2 separate regions of the Danio rerio genome follow, and region 1 is linked to region 2. The links are chromatin contacts, called in public Hi-C maps. All regions are on one chromosome and are shown on one strand. The core of a region is the stretch at or near the end of the contact, and the rest is flanking DNA. Distances in the headings are between cores, read along the strand shown. Region 1 holds the start of tmem14ca (transmembrane protein 14Ca). Region 2 holds the start of ofcc1 (orofacial cleft 1 candidate 1).

The links. Hi-C and Micro-C count contacts between places; a contact is called where the count stands out from the background.
Region 1: a Hi-C map of an unstated tissue shows a contact between it and region 2, with 5 times the contacts expected there. The contact joins the promoter of tmem14ca here to the promoter of ofcc1 in region 2. A contact is called at or near these places in 2 of 18 Hi-C or Micro-C datasets (caudal fin and an unstated tissue) and 2 of 4 datasets of contacts at active chromatin or transcription factors (caudal fin and gastrula embryo).

Annotation. Positions count from the first base shown.
Region 1 is chr24:9,079,671-9,086,403 of GRCz12tu, forward strand. It overlaps tmem14ca (transmembrane protein 14Ca), which reads left to right and starts at 5,064. Exons shown (of 5, transcript NM_001045438.1): 1 at 5,064-5,125; 2 at 5,474-5,558. The coding sequence starts at 5,483. It overlaps tfap2a (transcription factor AP-2 alpha), which reads right to left and starts at 1,012. Exons shown (of 7, transcript NM_001319158.1): 1 at 923-1,012. The coding sequence starts at 985.
Region 2 is chr24:8,906,614-8,914,127 of GRCz12tu, forward strand. ofcc1 (orofacial cleft 1 candidate 1) reads right to left here and starts at 5,677. Exons shown (of 22, transcript XR_012399704.1): 1 at 5,433-5,677. It also overlaps a transcript of tmem14ca not described here.

The sequences.
Region 1 (6,733 bases), core at 3,814-6,313, 170 kb after region 2:
AGTCGATTCTTCAGTAAGCATACATCTATTTACAACGTGTAACGGCGCAATTTGATAAATGTAAATAATTAACACAACAACATGGCTTGTTAAATGTGAATGAGGTCAGAAGACAGGTCGCCGAGTCTAAGGCGTTGTCTTTCCATTACCTCCATTACCATTTTTGGTGGGGTGAGTCCAGTTGTCATTAATGAGAGGCCGAAAGAAACTAAGACACAATGATGATTAGGAGAGGCAGAGAAACGCGCAGTAGATATGAATGGGGTGTGCTGCTTTGTTGTTCGCTGCTTATTGATTGGGGGTCCGCATCGCTGAAACCAGTCGCACAAAAGAAAATTAAGAACTAGTCTGCATTCCTAAAACTTTGTCGCAATTTTCATAATGAGAAAATTGTATACTCGTGTGACAAAAATCTAAAATCCCTTGTGTTATTTTTTACTCTGGACCACAATACTTAAGGACAGTGCACAGGGACGCAGTGCACAGTAAAACAGTGTGATAACAAACGTAGAGAGAAAATAGTAATATAGTTTTTCCCATTTATCCTGCCATAGAAAAATGTATACGAAGGCCTGCAAAGACCGAACAATAAAAAAACAGCAAATAGACTAAAATAAAATAATTAAAGCAGAAAGTAAAATAGCCTAAATAAGTAGGCATATTCATGTTCTAACAGCAAAGTTGCCCTTTTCTGACTACATAAAGAGTGTTTTTTTAAAGAGAAATCTGATCATTTTCCTCACCCCTTTCTTCACTCAGTCTCTAACGGAGATCTAGGGTGATACAGTTTTAGCTCGTAGCTTTTTATTTAAAGGCTTTTAATCATTAACTGTTATATATATAAAACGTTCATCAGAAAAGGTTTAATACTCATTAAAAGTAAAAGCAGCATCACCCTCATATCTTAAGGAAGAGAACGTACCTGCCAGTCTCCCATTTTGCCCATTAGTGACATTCTTGTCTCTTCTTTCTGAATGTGGTACATGACACAATATCATTGGGTCTTGTGTCCTTAAGCAAAATTCCACTTTACCTGAACAAAATCTACTCACCTGGCAATAAAAACAGAGAACCACCTCACGGCGCATGCGCTCTACTATGGGCACGTGTACGACAACGACACCTGAAAAAGGTAAAAGTTGAGATTCCTGCTTCAAGAGCAGGAGCAGTGTGACATTTCCCACTTTTTGTTTTAATTTTGACAATGTTAAAATATTTGCATATTATATAATTTTGCGTCATGAGACAGTTATCCCTAAACAAATGTTTGTTTAATCATTTTCACTTGATTAACATTCACTTTTATTAAGTCATACTGGTATTTCTTCCTGTCATTTTGATCATCGAAAGAGTTATTGAGTGAAATCTAAATAAACACTCTAACCACCGTGTCGGTCTGGGAATATATCAACTTTTTATCAACGGCTTAAAAAATTAGATATTCTGGTGTGCTGCAAGCGTGCAATATGGGTACCCCTGTCGCTTTGTTACATCATTTAACTGTATAAATTATTAACACATGTTAATGTAAGTAGAGTTGTAGAATTACAAATTAACCTAAGTGGAAGCGATAAATTAATTTCAGAAAGCGGCATTAAACTATATGCGCAAAAATGCATAGACAACATCAGTCTGATATCAAATTTGTATTCAGTGTTGTCATTCTAATGTTTTTAAAAATATATTTTTTTTATTACGGCACAACTTAAAGGTCTAGAAATGCTATAACAGGCTAGAATGTAGAATTTAAACGGACAATTGATTCTTATCGTTGTTGCTTGCTAATATATATATATATATATATATATATATATATATATATATATATATATATATATATATATATATATATATATATATATATATATATATATATATAATTAATATTATTATTATTATTATCGTTGTATATTGCTGATACATAGCCGAGCAAAACATCAGCTTGTGTCTGATTAAATGTCTCCGAAAAAGCACCATTATAATCCAGCTCCATTAAAAATTGGCAAAATCAACAAAATTATAAAGTTCTAGCTTACATCAGTATTAACTATTGCAAATGTAAGTACAATCAAAGCAGGTTTTCTTTGCATGACAGGCCAGCAGTGAAATATAAAATAGCCTACTCTTTTAGTCTGCACATTTTATGAAATAGTGTTAGTTCAGAGATCAAGAAAACGGGTTCTCTCTTAAGTCATCTAACGTTCTCTTGGGCCCTCTATTGGACAATGTTAGAAGTAGAATGTTTCTCTATCACATTTCCATTGACAAATCCCAAGGGATGCCTTTATTATCGCATTTTGCTTTCTTTACTGAGGCTGAACGACAGCCTGACATATTTCTAATGTGCTTAAATGTAAGCCTGTTTAGATTCTGATCATAGTTTAGACTAGCCTACTTTTTTAACGAGTAGGTACATGAATGAATAAATAAAAAAAATAAAATAAAAAAATAAAATAAATAGATAAATATATGCCTGACCCACAGAAACACATCATATTACTTAATGTGACAGTTTAACTAGTTTAGAATCGAGAGATCTGTCGTTCGTAACCATGTTGAACGACTGCAGAGACCCGCAACAAAAGACAAACGTTTCTCATTTAATCATCTGGCACCATCTAGTGTACATTTAAAAAAAAAGTATAAGGGGTAGAAGATTAAGCTGAAACAATTTTTAAAAAGAGAAAAAAACTTTTAGGCGCATGGCTGGAAGAAAACAGTCATTATTATATAATATCTGCTAATATCTGTTGTATCTGCGTACGTTTAGCTTTAAGAAGCCTTGTTAAATAAATCGGCAGTTTAATTTTTTTCTGATTTAGTTTTAATGACATGCTACAAATGCTACAGTTTCTTTATGTAGGCTAAAGTTGTGTTGAAATGAAAAAAAAAAAAAGTACCATGAAAAACATTATACAAATAAACTTGATTAACTGTAATTAATTAACTTTTAGCTCTGCTATAGACCAGAATGAACAAATATGACAGATTGCTGTGTTGCTAAACTGTTTGATTTCTAGTTGAAGTGTCTTCGTGGTGAAAATCTGTTATTAGGATAATTAAAATATAGCACATATTTACACATATATAAAATATAGCTAATATATTTGAACATGTACATATTTGTAACTCCAGTGGTTGAAAAAGATATATCTGCAGCCATTTTTGCAATATTTTGAAGTATTTTGCAAATAGGACATATTTTACATATGTAAAATTAAATATAAACTTGCATTCCATATTATGAATAACTAAATTTGAATTTTATTAGTGCTATCGCAACAGATTAAAAAAACTTAAATTAATAGAAAAGAATAGTAGTCATCTGAAGCATAGCTCACTGTCTGTCATAAGTTTTCATCAGTCCGTTCTTGTGGATTTGGCCATAGGTTCTCATACACATCACAGTGAATGCTTCCATTAGCCAAGCATCTTTGAACGTTCTGGCATGTTAAAGCCAGTCTTATGTCAGTTACAAGGGATTTTCAAGCATAGGTCAAACATGAAAATGTTATCAGTAAAAGAGTACCATATCTGGCAAAGTATATGAAGATGAAATATGGCATCTATTGATATGGGTCATGTTCTGTGGTAATTGCTATCATCTGACCTATAGTGAAATGTTCTTGATTTAAACAAATACATCAGTCTCCATATAACTATGCATCAAAATGCAAAAGTCCCTTTTAATTTTGTGCTAGTATCAGTTTACTTACATAATTAGAATTTAATGACTACACTGTTAGTGTCAGGTGTAATGTGTGAGTTACATTGTGAAATGGCATTGATTAATATTTTAATTTGAACAGTTAGTTTAAGTTTAATGAACAAAGTATCTTTGATTTAGTTGTATTGTATCCAATTGTCGTTATTGTTGTTATTGTTTGGAACACCCACCCCCTCACTGACAAAGGTCCAGAATTTGTCCTATACATAAGCTCATTTGTCTTTTTTTGACTGCTAGGCTATCATGAATAGTAAAAATAACCTACCGAAAAAGGTTTTAAGACCAAGCCGAACCCTGGTGTGACTTCAGCTAATCAGTTTTGGCCAATGCAAACAATTGTTGAGTCCAAAATACAGCTGTGCAAAAGAATATCCCACATAAGCAAAGTCATCTTTCGCTACTGTATTCTTTTGCTACTTTTATTCTAAATCTTGGACCTTATTCTTGAAACAAAGTTTGACCAAGTGAAGCACCAAAAGCAGCCCATATTAAAATTAATTTGAATACTATTAGAGGCTCTGAATTCTTCTTCTTCTTCTTCTTCTTATTATTATTATTATTATTTTATTTTGGCTATTGTTATTCATTAATTTTCAAATGCATTTTTTTTACAAGAGAGGCTCTTAATTATTATTATTATTATATTTTAATTTTTGTTATTTAAATGGCCAAATTCTAAGGAAAGTTCATTGTTTTTTTATTTGCCTAATAAATTACAATAGGCTACCGTTTTTAATTTAAAACTTTATGATATGTGATGTTATGAATTTGTTTTTAAAAAAATAAACATTTCTTTGTTCCAAATATTTTGGAAATATTTTGTGCATCAAAAAGTGTGGTAAGAATGACCATCCGGCAAGCTAATTCAGCTAAAAATAGAGCTTAAAATGTCACTAAATTCAGTTTTTAAATCTCATAATTAAGTAGAAAATGAGACGAGTAACTGCAAAACAGGTCCACCCCTTTTACCTGGCTGACCACGCGATTGATAATGATTGTAAAAAAAAATATATATATATATGTAAAAGTTTCTACAGAATACACGATGAGAATACAGAAAGGGAAACATTAGTAAAAGTAATGCATTTCTATAAAATATATTTAACATTTAGTAAAAGTTTAGACATAATATCATTTATCAAGCATATACAAGAAAAGAAATGTGAAAGGAAAGCAAGGTGGCGGGAGGCTGTTTATTTCACTTTAAAATGTTCAAAGATTTAACTTCATTTCCCATAAGTAAACAGGAGAAACGTTGTAACGCAACACGTCACGTGCGTAAAATTTCATTGGTGTTTGTGTGTCAGTCTTTATGACGTAATAAGGAACTTCGCACATTACGAGTTGACTACACGAAGCAACCAAGGACATCCAGCAGATTAGACTCTCAAGCTGCAAGTATTAGTCTAATTTTAATAAACACATTACACTGGTGTATCTTGAGTAATCAAATACGCTGAATAAACACCGCGCCGCTCTCTGCTATCACGGTTGTTAATAGAAATGCAAGCTCACGCTGAGATAAGCTGAAGTTTATCAGTGACGTTTGAGTGTGTGTATATCATTCAGACTGTCACTTTTCATTGTTATGGTTGATTGTTTGATCATTGTATAGTGTGGTTCATCACGCTGCTCATGAATTCTACTGCAGTTGTCGTTTTTATACAGGTGTGCTTTGGCATTCAGTTGACAGGGGCTGTAAGCTGTCGGCGTCTGAGGTTTAAATGTGTCGATATGTGTCCACAGGTGTTAGGGATGGCAGTGGATTGGGCTGGATATGGATACGCAGCGCTAGTTGCATCTGGTGGAGTCATTGGATATGTTAAAGCAGGTAATGAGAATGCTCGATGAACATATTTTATTCCAAACCTTTAACCCGGATTTGCTGGTGATTGTTTTTTCATGCTATAGTAGGCTGCTTTTACATTAAGGTAACGTTAGTTTTATATTCGCACATTCGTTCATTTATCTGTCTCTATATTGTTTACCACGCTAATTTGAATATTCGGTCATGATTAGAACGCAAGTATGACTTTAAAACAACATTAGCACTGTCTAATACAGGGGTTCCCAAACTTTTCAGCCCGCGACCCCTTAAATAACAATGCCAGTGACTCACGACCCCCATCTTTCAAGGTGGTCATACAGCAAATATACAAACGTTGCACACATAACTATCGATAGAGGTAAAGTTGGTTTTATATTCGCACATTCGTTCATTTAGAAGTCTCTGTATTGTTTACCACGTTACTTTGAATATTCGATCAGAATTAGCATGCAAGTGTGACTTGAAAACAGCATTAACACTGTTTATTTGACTGAACAATGTTGTACTTTGATAGTCAGTGGCTGCTAATATGATTTCGCTGTTTAGAGCTTGCAAATAATACTTTTATGAAATTTATATTATTAAGGAAAAAATCTGAATGTGCGAATATAAAACTAACTTTACCACTATTAACTATCGGCATATACAAACACGAGCATATACACAATACAAACATGCAACAGTCTATTAAAATATAACGTTTTTTTCAGTCATTTATTAATTGAATTACATTTCAAAATGGCTGATTTTTATTTGTATGTTGTTGTTATTTCTTTAACACAACTATTAACTGTCTTCTGTGGGTTATGAATAAAATATGGTAATTCAAATAGTTTAATAAAATGTATTTGAGTTTTGGAAATCACCAAGCGACCCCTCGACATTGTCCACTTTTAGAACCACTGATCTTATAGACTGTGAACAATGTTGTACTTTGATAATCATCAGCTGCTAATATGATTTCCCTATTTATTATTGGCAAAGAATACTTTTATGAAAATATATCATTAAGAAGAATGTCTGAATATCCAAATATAAAACCACCTTTACCTCTATAAAGTTGATTTCATATTTACAAATTCAGACTTTTGCCTTAATAATAACATTTCAGAAAAGTATTCACTGCAAATTCTTAATAGTAAAGTCATATTAGCAGCCAATCACTATCAAAGTACAAC
Region 2 (7,514 bases), core at 4,427-6,926:
GACTGCAGCTGTTCAATTAACTATATTTTCTCTCTGTTTTAACTATAAACTGTTTAATTGATTTTTTTTTTACTTCAATGCCTTTGGCCCATGCATTCAAGGTCACTCAAACAAACAATGCGGCAAAATAAAACCTCTTCATTCTACAAGAATCTCCATTAAACATTGCATACGAATGCAAAAATAATCGAACCATGTTTCCGTCGGGATGAGCTTGGTGTGGGTGTGTGCGCGTGATGCTGATTTTCAGTGATTGATTAAGCAAATGTTTTTTTGGCCTGCACCAGGCCTTTTCCGCCATCGAAACGTCATGATATATTGTCATATTTTTTTAAGATTGTAATAAAGATGAAGCTATAAATAACATCCTTCATATCAGGGAAAAATACATAAACCTGAAGGCTTATTTATTATTCATGTCTAGATTACTCAAACATGAAAGCTGTAGCAGTACAATGCACTGAAATATATCAAATCTAATATTTGTATGCATTTCAGCTATGTCAGTTTAGCTTGTGATGCAACCAGGTCATCATAGGGGAATAAATGGATCAGTCCTGGCACAAAACACCTGGTTAGCAGGCCTCAGATTTCAGTTGAGGTGTTTTTTTTAAGCATTTGATGACATATAATTATGATATTACTTTTTTTACGCAGCAAGAAAAGTCATATTTATATCTGTAAAGTAAAGCTGCGCGATATAAATATTATTTCACCAGATGATTTGAATAGATTTATTTGAAAAGATGTTATTCATTTAGATCGACTGGAGTGATCAAGTATTTTTTCCATGCAGTGCATCTGCATAAAATATAATTAATTACAAGCATATATAAATACGACAGAGCAAAAACAAAAGATAAATAAACAGTGCTGGGGAGTATTCGAATATAGAAACTGAACAATCAAATGTAAAATAGCATGGTCATCATTCATTCATTTTCTTTTCGGCTTAGTGCCTTTATTAATCAGGGGTCGCCACAGCGGAATGAACCGCCAACTTATCCAGCATATGTTTTACGCAGCGAATGCCCTTCCAGATACAACCCATCACTGGGAAACACCCATTCACTCTTGCTCACACACATTCACTATAATTTAAGCTTACCCAATTCACCTGTCTTTGGAAGAGGAAACCCACAAGGTGGTAAGAACTTGCAAACTCCACACAGAAATACCATTTGACCTGGTCAAGGCTTGAACCAGCAACCCTCTTACTGAATTGCTAAATTGTCCATAGTGTATTTGTGCGAACGAGAGTGCATGGGTGTTTTTCCCGGTGATTGTGGCTGGAAGGGCACCCGCTGCGTAAAACATATGCTGGATAAGTTGGCGGTTCATTCCGCTATGGCGACCCCTGAATAATAATGGGACCAAGCCGGAAAAAAAAAATGAATGAATGAAAAATAAAAATAACATTTGATAATATCTTTAATAAATAATCTAATCCTGTGATTTGACTATTGCAGATAAACATTTCGGTATCAATACTTAAATGATATATTGTTCAACTCTAAGGTAATTACTGTTTAAGTAAATGTATGTGGTCTAGATCAGGGGTTCTCAACTGGTTTGGCCATAGGACCCACATTTTTACATGAGGTCATCAGGTCGCGACCCAAATTTTTAGGAACTATTATACAATTTTAAGAATTAAAATTAATTTGTATTTATTTGTTAACATACACAAGTAGTGACAGATAAATCATAGAAAAATCACCAAGACTCACAAATAAACACTATTTTATTGCTGTCATTTAATAAAATTTATCAAATTATAAAAATAGTACAAATGAAAAACGACAAATACTGTTAACAGTGGTTAGGGCAAGGAAAGGTTCAGTTACCATGAACTAAACTGAACTGTTAATAAAAAATGTTGTCTGGTTTTTAAATGTCGTTTTAATTTAGAAGGTTTCATGCTCTCTTGTGAGAGCACCTCACTACATATGACACACTGAGACTTTAAGTCTTTTTTTGTCATCAAAATATGTACGTACATACTTTACATATTCGGGGTTGCACTTGTGCTTCGACATATTTGTTGCAAAAATTAAATGAAATTTCACATGTCAAACGGTAGGGTTATCGCGCATGCATTTCAAAATAAAAGTCCAGTTTAAGCAAAATAGATTAAACTTTTGATATTTTTTTGACCACACACTCCATGACCCAATGAAAATGTTTGCACGACCCACTTTTGGGTCGCGACCCACCAGTTGAGAAACACTGGTCTAGAGTGTGTTCTTTAGAACGAATTCCGAATGGGAAAACAGAAATGTAAAATTCTAATCTAAAGTAATTCATTCATTTATTCATTCAATCATTCATTCATTTTCTTTATTAATCTGGGTTGCCACAGCGAAATGAACCGCCAACTTATCCAGCACATGTTTTACGCAGCGGATACCTTTCCAGCTGCAACCCATCTCTGGGAAACATCCATACACACTCATACAGACAATTTAGCTTACCCAACTCACCTAAACCACATGTCTTTGGACTATGGGGGTAACCGAAGCACCCGGAGGAAACCCATGCGAACGCAGGGAGAACATGCAAACTCCACACAGAAGCGCCAACTGACCCAGCCGAGGCTCGAACCAGTGACTTTCTTGCTGTGAGGCGACAGCACTACCTACTGCGCCAATGTGTCGCCCTAAAGTAATTCAAATATAAGTCAAAAATATATCCACAGAAGCGCTTTAAATGTAGATTTAATGCACTGCATATCATAAAACTTAAAACTAATACCTGCATTATGCCACAATATAATTAGCATTTAATATATCTTCATTCATTTTCATTCAGCTTAGTCTCTTTTTTAGAGGTTGCCACAGCGGAATGAACCGCCAACTATTCCAACATACGTTTTACATCTTCCAGCTGTAAGCCAGTACTGGGAAACACCCATATACACTTATTCACACACAAACTACGACCAATTTAAGTTTACCCAATTTACCTACTACATGGCTTTGGACTGTGAAGAAAACCAGAGCACCCAAAGGAAACCCACATGATTACAGAGAAAACATGACAACTCCACAAATGCCAACAGGCCCAGCCAGGACTCAAAACTGTGACCTTCTTGCTGTGAGGCAACAGTGCTCACCACCATGCCACCCCATTTAATAGACAGTTGAATGGAAAATTATTAGTCCTTCAGTAAAAATTAAAATAAACTGCACTTTAAGCTGAATATATTGATGAATAACTAAAAAAAAATATTTACTGTTAACTAGGCAAAGACAAGCCATTAGAGTTATTAAAAATTAATTAGTAAAATTATTATGCTTTAAAAAAATCTTCACTGTTTAACAGCAGTACAGCACTTAGAAAACATTTAAAAATAATAAATACAATTTCACAAAAGAGCTAATAATTCTGACTTAAACTGTAAAGTATATGCACATTCGTGTATTCATTTCGTCAGCCAAGGACCAAATAAAAAAGAAGCAAAAATATGCAGAAGAACGCCGCTTATGTAAACAGTAGAATGAGGCAGTGACTGGGTTTTAGAACACAGTTATTGATATCTGAGTGAAAACTACAGCTGTGATGTGTGTGTGTACAGAGTGTTTTACAGGCTGGATAGCTCAAAGGCTGTGTCTGCCGTGATATATTTAATATGCATGCTAAAGAGAGGAATAAGACTATTAGAGAATTTTCTGCTTTCTTTGAATGTGCCGTGCCTGCTCACTGTGATAAAGAAAAGAGGAAAGATTGTGTGAACGAGTCTGGCATGGAAAAGCATCTCTTTTAGTGGTCGTATTGTGCATGTTACTGACACAATTGTCAAAAGGACACCTCAAATTATTGGAAAAACTGGCCTGAGGTCATCATGAGTACTTGATCTTCAAAACACCATGACCACAGGGAGTATTTAGAGGACATCTTGAGGAGATTCCTGACAACGGCTGATTGTGTATTTACTTATAGACTTTGAATCTCTCTGATAACTGTGGTCAAAAACACAAACCAGGTCCAGCCAAAAGAAAAAGTACTTTAGTGAATACTGATTGTTTTAAAACGTGTATATGGAATTTAAATCCAGCTGTTAAGGAGCTCTAAAAAACCGCAGTGTTATTATTTAGCTCTATAGTCAGAGTAATGTTGATTCGGTTCAGATCAAAAAACGCTAAATTATGAAACAATTTTGATTAAACTAAATTACTTAGACATTAATTAGAAATATTGATCAAAACATTTCTCATCAGTCGTGTCAATCTCTATAGTAGCTAAATTTGAAATATAATTTGTCTTGGGTATATTTAATTGCAGTACATTTTGACAGAGTAAATAAGTTTTATAAGTAAATGTAAGTTTTAGAACTCTAGAATAAATATTTTCTAACTTAGCAGAGCAAGGAAATTTCAGAGCCTGTCTGATCTTTTTTTTCTGAAGAAGAAGAAAGTCTTATTTGTTTCATTTTGGCTAGAATAAAAGCAGTTTTCAACTTTTTAAAAACCATTTTAAGGTCAATATTATTAGCCCCTTTAAGCTATATTTTTCTACAGAACAAACCACCCTTATACAATAACAAGCCTAATTACCCTATCCTGCCTAGTTAACCTAATTAACCTAGTTAAGCCTTTAAATGTCACTTAAAGCTGTATAGAATTGTCTTTAAAAATATTTAGTCAAATATTATTTACTATCATCATGGCAAAGATAAAATAAATCAGTTATTAGAAATGAATTATTATAACTATTATGTTTAGTAATGTGTTGAAAAAAATCTTCTCTCCATTAAACAGAAATTAGGGAAAAAATAAACAGGGCGTGGGGGGGGGGGTCTAATAATTCTGACTTCTATATAAATGTAATACATACATTTGTGTTTGCGTTGTGAGGTTTTTGCAGTGCACGTCATTAAACCAATGAAGTTTCTGCTTCTCATTATTTTGAAGCATCAAAGAAAAGGAAAATGGGATTGTCTTAAACTGACGTATATGTAACTAACAAGATAAGGAGTACAAAAGTACCAAACACATTGCTTTTAACTTTTAATACTCTGTATATACGGTACGTATAGCTCTGGGGTCAGGAATCACTTCAAAGACAACAATATCCTCACAATTATCATTGTAATTAAATATTATTAGTGTTTTTAATAATAAATGAAGGTATAAGAACAGTAATAAAATGCATTGGTAATCACATAATGAATAATAAAAATAAAAAGGAACCCTGCAAGTTCTTAAAGAAATCAAGCCTCAGTCAAGAAAGAAAAAGTAGCAAGTAAAAGTAAGTTAATGTAAAGCACATAAAAAGTAAGAAGTAGTTACTATTTTAATGAGTAACTCAATATTGTAAGACATTACTTTCAAAAGTAACTTTCTACACAGCACAATGTATGACACAAAAAATATTTATATACATGGCTGGGCAATTAATCGAAAATAAATCGGGTTAGCGATTGATCTTACCTGTGACTCTAATGCAGGTCTTGACCATCTTGACAAGAAATCGCATACTGTATGTGTGTTACAGTAGTAGCAAATCTCCGAAGGAGGGCCAGAGGTCGCCCTCGTACGGAAACCCAAAAACGAAACCAAGGAAATGCCCATAGTTGCATTGTAAACAGAAGATTAACCCAGAAAGTGACTAGCGAGATAAAAAGGTATTGCTAGCATGACTTATTTACGTTTCTTAACTTGGTCTCGTGATGCACGCATTAGCCAATCACATTACGCATTTTATACTCCTTCCAGAACTGCAATAGAGGCGGCGTTAGCTTTAGCGGTCATGCTATTTAGGCTAAAGGTTGATTTAACTGAATTCATTAATTCAGCGTGACTAATGATCACATAACTTCAGAATCATCTGACGTAAGGATTTATTTCAAACAATTGTCTAATATGTGAGTTTGGAGTATAAACATGCTAGTATGTGGTATTTTCATGTGTAACTATACAGAGAAATGAGCAACTGTCATAAACGTTACCACTGAATGGCTATCTGTATTTCATTAGAATTATCAATTATTTCGATTTTAAACGCGGTTTTGCGTAGATGGTCTAGTGCAGGGGTTTCCAAACTCGGAGGGCTGGTGTCCTGCCTACTTTAGTTCCAACCCCAATTAAGCACACCTGAACCAGCTAATCAAACCGTTCTAGTGGGCAACCTCGGTCCTGGAGGGCTGGTGTCCTGCATATTTTGGCTCCAACTTTAATCAAAAACACCTGAACATGCCAATCAGTGTCTTCAAGATCACTAGAAATCTATAAGCTGGTGTGTTTGATTAACATTAGAGTGAGAGCTAAACTGTGCAGGACACCGGCCCTCCAGGACCCAGTTTGCCTACCCCTGTACTCTAAACTTCCAGGCAGGTGTCTTCAAGGAAGTTAGAGCTAAACTATGCACGACACCGGCCCTCCAGGACCGAGTTTGCCCACCCAAGTACTAGAAACTTCCAGGCAGGTTTGTTAAAGGAAGTTGGAGCTAAACTATGCATGACACCGGCCCTCCAGGACTGAGTTTGGACAGTCCTGGTCTAACGTTAGTGTATTAAAATTCTGTTCTGTTGTAAATGCTGCTCCCTCTGAAAGAAGGTGGTTATGCGCTTTATAATTCCTTTAGATTAAAATATATAATGATGCAATGGATAGCACGATCGCCTCACAGCAAGAAGGTTGCTGGTTTGAGCCCCGACTGGGTCAGTTGGCATTTCTGTCTGGAGTTTGCATGTTCTCTTCATGTCTCCCCATGTTGCGTTTCAGGTGCTCCGGTTTCTATAGGTGAACTGAACATGCTAAATTGGCTGTAGTGTATGTGTGTGAAAGAGTGTGTATCGGCGGTTGTTGGTGGTTCATTCCCCTGTGGATGAATGAATTAATAATATATATATATATATATATATATATATATATATATATATATATATATATATATATATATATATATATATATATATATATATATTTTTTTTTTTTTTTTTTTTTTTTAATTAAAGCGGTCACATTAGACAATTTGGCACCCTCTCAGAAAAAAACCCAGATTATGATTTTATTTAATTACATTTTTTGTCCGTAATGTCAGACAGAAAGTCATCTCTTTGAGAAACTCAAATTTAAACAAAAGCTGATTTCTTTAAAAACTAAAAAACTAAAATATTTTTGACAACTATTTTGTATTTCAGAGTACATCATGCTGTGCGGACATCGAGGAACATCAGAACAGGGCTCATGATTCTTCCAATTAAGGTAAAAAATAGACTTTTTTTTTTTTTTCAGCATAGGGGCAATTCCTAGGGTTGTAAATAGGCATGTAAAACAGTTTCAGGAGAATTGTTGCACTTAACCAAGCCACATGTGTTCTTTGTAGATATCAGAGAATAATGTAAACTGCATTCTAGTTTGCTTTTAAATACGCTATAGTTTCATTTATCTACTTGTAGCAATCTGTCATGAAATAGCCTAATATAGTATATTAAAAATGATTGGCCTCTTTGTATTCCGTGACAAAAATGACAGAATTAATACACAGCACAAAGATGGCAGGTTGTGGAT